Regions from separate parts of the Mus musculus genome. Here region 1 is linked to region 2. The links are chromatin contacts, called in public promoter capture Hi-C maps. All regions are on one chromosome and are shown on one strand. The core of a region is the stretch at or near the end of the contact, and the rest is flanking DNA. Distances in the headings are between cores, read along the strand shown. Region 1 holds the start of Ndufa5 (NADH:ubiquinone oxidoreductase subunit A5). Region 2 holds the start of Bet1 (Bet1 golgi vesicular membrane trafficking protein).

The links. Promoter capture Hi-C pulls out the DNA fragments that hold promoters and counts their contacts.
Region 1: a promoter capture Hi-C map of cranial neural crest shows a contact between it and region 2. The contact joins the promoter of Ndufa5 here to the promoter of Bet1 in region 2. A contact is called at or near these places in 1 of 39 promoter capture datasets (cranial neural crest) and 1 of 484 Hi-C or Micro-C datasets (CD4 T cells).

What each region holds. Positions count from the first base shown.
Region 1 is chr6:24,526,228-24,528,965 of GRCm38.p6, forward strand. Ndufa5 (NADH:ubiquinone oxidoreductase subunit A5) reads right to left here and starts at 1,463. Exons shown (of 5, transcript NM_026614.3): 1 at 1,299-1,463; 2 at 1,046-1,090. The coding sequence starts at 1,319. Asb15 (ankyrin repeat and SOCS box-containing 15) reads left to right here and starts at 1,917. Exons shown (of 10, transcript NM_080847.3): 1 at 1,917-2,042.
Region 2 is chr6:4,085,616-4,088,315 of GRCm38.p6, forward strand. Bet1 (Bet1 golgi vesicular membrane trafficking protein) reads right to left here and starts at 1,315. Exons shown (of 4, transcript NM_009748.3): 1 at 1,162-1,315. The coding sequence starts at 1,180.

The DNA of each region.
Region 1 (2,738 bases), core at 213-2,712, about 20 Mb after region 2:
AAAAGGTCAGTACTTGATATGGAAATATAAACGTTAACTGTTGTCTGTACCCCATGAGAGCCAACCTAAACCTAAAACCTGTCTAAGAGCTAGGTCTTCAATACTACAACATGGGGAAATGAAGGAACAACTGGAAAAGGCAAATAATTAGGGGGAAAGAAACAATAAACAATAAAACAAACAAACAAAAATCCCAAACTAAGAAACTTCGAAGCTCTGACATCCAGTAAACAAAGTACTTAATGCAGATTATCAAGAGTGTCAAAAATGCTTCACTTGGGTCAATGTGAGGGCACAGAGGGCAAAGGTGCCTGCCAACAGCCCCGTGACCTGAAAGATCCCCAGGATCTACAAGGTGCAAGGAGAGAGCCAACTTCAGAAAGTTGTTTTCTGACGGACAAACACTGGCATGCACACAAATAAATAAACGTAAGGATATTTTCAATGCCACTTTCGGTACAATTACGAGAAATGTGAACTGACTAGCAAATTTAGCATCACTGGTAACTCCTTAAAAAAAAAAAGTTTGGGCCTCGCTTAAGTGTACTCAAGGAGTAAGAGACAGTGAGCACTGACAACGCTTTCGAGTTATGTGTGTAGACGGGAAGGAAAGAAATGGTGCAATTGCTGAAAGGGGGGATAAATCACAGTGGTTTTGTTTAGGTTTGTTTGGTCTTGGTTGTTGTTTATGTTTCCCCAATGGATACCGAAGGAGGCAACCATGAGGACGACAGGGTCAGCCAGTGTGCGAAAGGCAAGGCAGAAATGTCGGTAGGGAAAGGATGGAAAATGAAAATGCGACTCTGAAGGGAGCTGAGAATACTCCACACCACTGACGCTAAGAGAATGCCGTGAAGAAACGCGTCTTAATTAAGAGGTCACGGCGAAGGCAAAAGGAGGCATTGCAAAAAGGATGCCACGGGGTCAGCGAAGCTCAGCGCTGCCCCGGAGGCCAGAGCTCACGGGGGTCTCGTTAATCTTGCAAGGGCAAGTTCGGTCGATCACAGTCTTGCTTGAGAAGGACGACACAAAAAGTCGCACTTACCTCGTGTGGAGTGTCGCACACCGCCAACCCCACCAGGCCAGTTGTCTGTGCAGAGACAAAACAGGACCGTGATGTTTACCGTAATCCCCTGGTTAGCCGACCCTCCCGACACAACTACGCACCCTGTCGCCCCCTGCCAGGACAGCGGAACACTCCCCCAACCCCTCCTCTTAGCGTCTCTGCCCACCGATGAGGGAGACGCGGCTGCCTACGGTCCCCATTCGCAGCATCACGGTGACCTCCACACGCTCACCTTTTTCAGCAAGCCCGCCATGACAGCGTCCAGCGCCTCCAGCGCACAGCCCTCTGGGAACCTTTCCCAAGCCCGCTCAATCGAGCGTCGATGCTGCCCCTGAGTCACCTAAGAACACTCTTGGCTCCAACCGCTCGGGCTGGGTAGGGGCAGCTCCCGCCCACCTAGGAGAGGTAGATTTGCGCCTGCGCAGCTCACACAAGCGGCTCCACGCAGGGCTTTGGTGTAGTAGAGACCGACTGACGTCTCTGAGTACTAAAGGTTAAGAAAAGCGCTACGCTACGGAAAAACTTGCAACGTAGTCACTGCAGGGACTTTGATTTTGCTCAGCCTTCGACTGCTATTTTACCCGGACTTCCTCAGGTTATGGAAATGAGGGTGGAAGCAGGCCTGAGCACCATGAAGAATGCTTTCCCTCCACGTGTGTGAATGCATACTCATAAGTGGAAATTATAAAGTGGAATTAACCATCTGATGCATCCGTTTTCTCTTGAGGAGACTGATGAATGAAAGGTTATGAAGTCGTAGTCTTTGTTCCAGTGGGTGTTTATGAGGTCATAGTCCCTGTTCTCTGTCCCTCCAGATCCCAAGAACATCTGTCATTGTTGAGTGTGTTCTAGAATGTGGAATCATGGCTTTATAAAAGATGCATGTGTTCTTTGTAACTTTGGATTCAAGCGTCTGCATGGCAGTATTTGCTAAAGACATCGAGAGTAGACAGACTTGACTGATCCAGGCTATGAGGTACTACAAAACGGATTGCTTCCATGCGGTACAAAAATAAGTAGATTTCTGAACCAACCTGTTGTAGAGGGCCACACTGAATGAAAGCTTGCTAGTGGTATTCTAAGCTAGAGACAGTAGAATTCGCTATAAAGGGACACATCCCGTGGCATCTGTGATATCAGAAGGGGATCTAGGAATGCATTAACAAACATTGCAAGAATAGAATGTTCTGGGTTCGCAGGTGGTAGAAGTGCACTGTATGGCCGACCCAGAGGAGTAAATGTCCCAGTTCTAGGAAAGGCGGATTTTAGGAAAGTTTGAAAATGCCAGAGAGGAGTTTGAGGCAGGAGAACTAGAGCCAAGCTCTCGACCTACTACATCTTACAGAATTTGCTCTTCAGGCCCTCTAACCTCCAACCTGAGCTGGAGCCTGTGGTTCTGCTTCTCAGTGGTTAGAGGCTTTATCGTGAGAGGTTCCATCTTAACAAAATTAGGTAGTTAATGAAATCCAGGGTTCTGATTCAACAGAGGAAAACAAAACAACAACAAAAACAAACAAACAAACAAAACTAGGAGAAACAACTGAAAGAGAGTGTCTTGGTGCCCAGGTAATGGTGAGGACATTTGCCCGAAGGGACATAACTTATCATTCCTGGCTTGTACCAGAAGTGATAACAATGCCAAACCAGACAGTTTACACCCCTCTCCAAAACC
Region 2 (2,700 bases), core at 65-2,564:
GCACATGGTGCGTCACAATAAATGTCTGCTGTTATTAGTGTTGGAAAAATGTAGGCATATATGACTAATCATGTTTGAAAATAGTTCTTTAGGTTATTTGAGATGAACTAATTTCTTTCAATGACTGAAAGGATTCATAAAACTAAATTTACAACTTCTTCACATGCAACTACTTATTGACAACCCTGTCAATCTATATTACTGACACCATTCAAGGCCCTTATTTTTCAGTGGTTTTAAAGTCCACACATTCTATTCCTATAACCAACCTTATTGAAACTACTACCATGTCTCTGCACTGTCATGAATATTGTGTTCCTTCTTACATAATCAAAACCCATAACAAGCCGTGAATTATGAGTTGCAAAAGAGGCTTTAGTTTTCATACCTAACTTTAAGTGTTTGTCCATTCACTGGCTTTAACACCTCAAATTTTTAAAAACTATTTTTTTTTTTACTATTCCAATGTCTGCCAGAACAGCAACATCCTTTTTAATATTTCACACATTTTTTTCAAGCATTCTGCCCTTCCTTCTTTAAGACATGGCTAATAGAGAAAGAACTTCAGTTATTACTAAGCTATTCCTTCCCCTGACCCATTTAAGTCATCAAAACCAACATCTACTGCCTTAGCAGTGGGACAAGGTCTAGGTCAGAAGTGTTCCAAGTAACTCGCCTTTGACCCAGACCTTTCATAACAGGCACTTTAACAATAAGGACACGTAAATTCACCTTTGTAACTCACGGTTATCAAACTAACGCATCATTATTAGTGGGCTTAAAGCTTACTACTCCCCAAATGTCATTTCTTAAAAAAAAAAAAAAAAAGTTAAGATCCAGAATGAGTAAAGCAAAGGAAACAGCAAGGCTTGGGAAATTGGGTTACTCCCCAAACTAGCACATAGAAAAAGAAAAACTTATGCTAACCAATTCACCGCTCTGTGCAACCTAGCATATAGGTTTAAACTTTTGTCTAAATACAACTTCAGGAAACCGTTCGGAACTAGGACACAGGAAGAGAACCTTCTCCAAAGAACCCAAATAACTCGCTTTTGAACACCAAAGTCATTGACAGAGGGCCGGTAGTCTCCTCCCACAACCCTGCTCCCGACTCAGCAGGTCCTAGGGTCCCCAAACTTCGAACCTCAGCACTGTTCTTACCCAGGCCTGCACGCCTCATCCTGCCAGGAGAGGGAAAGGCGGGCAAGGAGGAGTGAGTAGGAAAGGGCCAGGGTCACCCGACCTCGGCTTCAGTCCCAGGGCTCCTAAGAGCAACAACTTTTTGCCTCAGAGCGCCACGACATCAGTAAAGTCTAAACACCGCGCCGGTTTATGTCGTCACTCGGACACATATAGGCGTCCTGAAATGCGATTACTAGTTGCATTCTGGGAAATGTAGTTTTCCGTCTTCTGGGGCACTGGGTAAGAGGGGCGTGGTAGGAACAATGCCTGGAATGGGCGGGGCTTCCGGAAGGGCAGCGACAGCTGCTGGGGCTCTAGTCCTGTTATTCTGGGTCATTACTTAATCCAGAACTTTTAGTATGGCACTTTTTGATGTTAGTGCCAACTTTAACCTGGGAGAGTTACCCCTCCCTAGCCGGGATGATGGTTGACTCTTTCATGATTTTCCCTTGCACTCCCGCTCACCCAAAGTCAGAGGTGAGAAAGTCAGTGCAAACTTTGTTCAAACAGAGTCTCATCTTACTGTCTGAGCCTCTTAGCAGGAAAGGAAAATCAATCCTCTTCCTTCCTGATCCTGCCCAGTGGAATAGTTAAAAAAAAATATATATATATATACACATATATATATATATATATATATGTGTGTGTGTGTGTGTGTGTGTGTGTGTGTGTGTGTGTGTGTATGTATGTATGTATGTATGTATCCTTGCAGTAGAACTTCCGGGTAGGGAAGTGGGGAGTCTCAGCTTCCTAACGCATTTGATCTAAGTCTGGAAAGAACTGTGATATTTAGCTTTTAAACACTCCACCCTACTTAGAGCTTTTAAAACGTACACACAAATACCTCATACTTGTTTCCATGGAGCATGTAGCCATCCTCTGCTACATATGCAGCAAGTACCCTTAGCTGCTGAACCACCTCACTACACACATTATACTTCATAATAGAAACACATTGCACTAACACTCTGCCCTCAGCTTACTGTGGTTTGATGGCTGAAAGAAAGAGTCTAAGTTCCGCCTTCTTTGCTTCTATTGCTATGTGATAATTTTCAATTCAACTAATACAGAATGTGAGATGAGTATGGGGATATAACAAAGATCCTTGATGATTTTATCACAAGTTCTTATTCAAGTACAACATGTGACTATGGGAACTATAAGTGTTCATACTCGAGCATAAACATGCCATCTTCACCTTGTAGCTTTTAATATCTTGCAAAATTTGATGAGTCAGAGGGCTATCAGAATCCAGAGCATATTAATGAAGAACAATAAAAACACTTATTACAAATATATCATTTGCACATGAGCATGTTATATTATGCCATTAGACTTCATTTGCATGATACAAGATCAAAGACAAAAATTATTAAGAGTTTCAGAACAATGAGGCACACCAAACAAGTGTGGGGGTTTGAGCAAGGGCACAGGGTCACTACATTGGCTGCATAACCATAAACTTGCATTTGTCTTAGGAAACATTTTTTGATTATTCAAGGTCATAATTCATAGAAG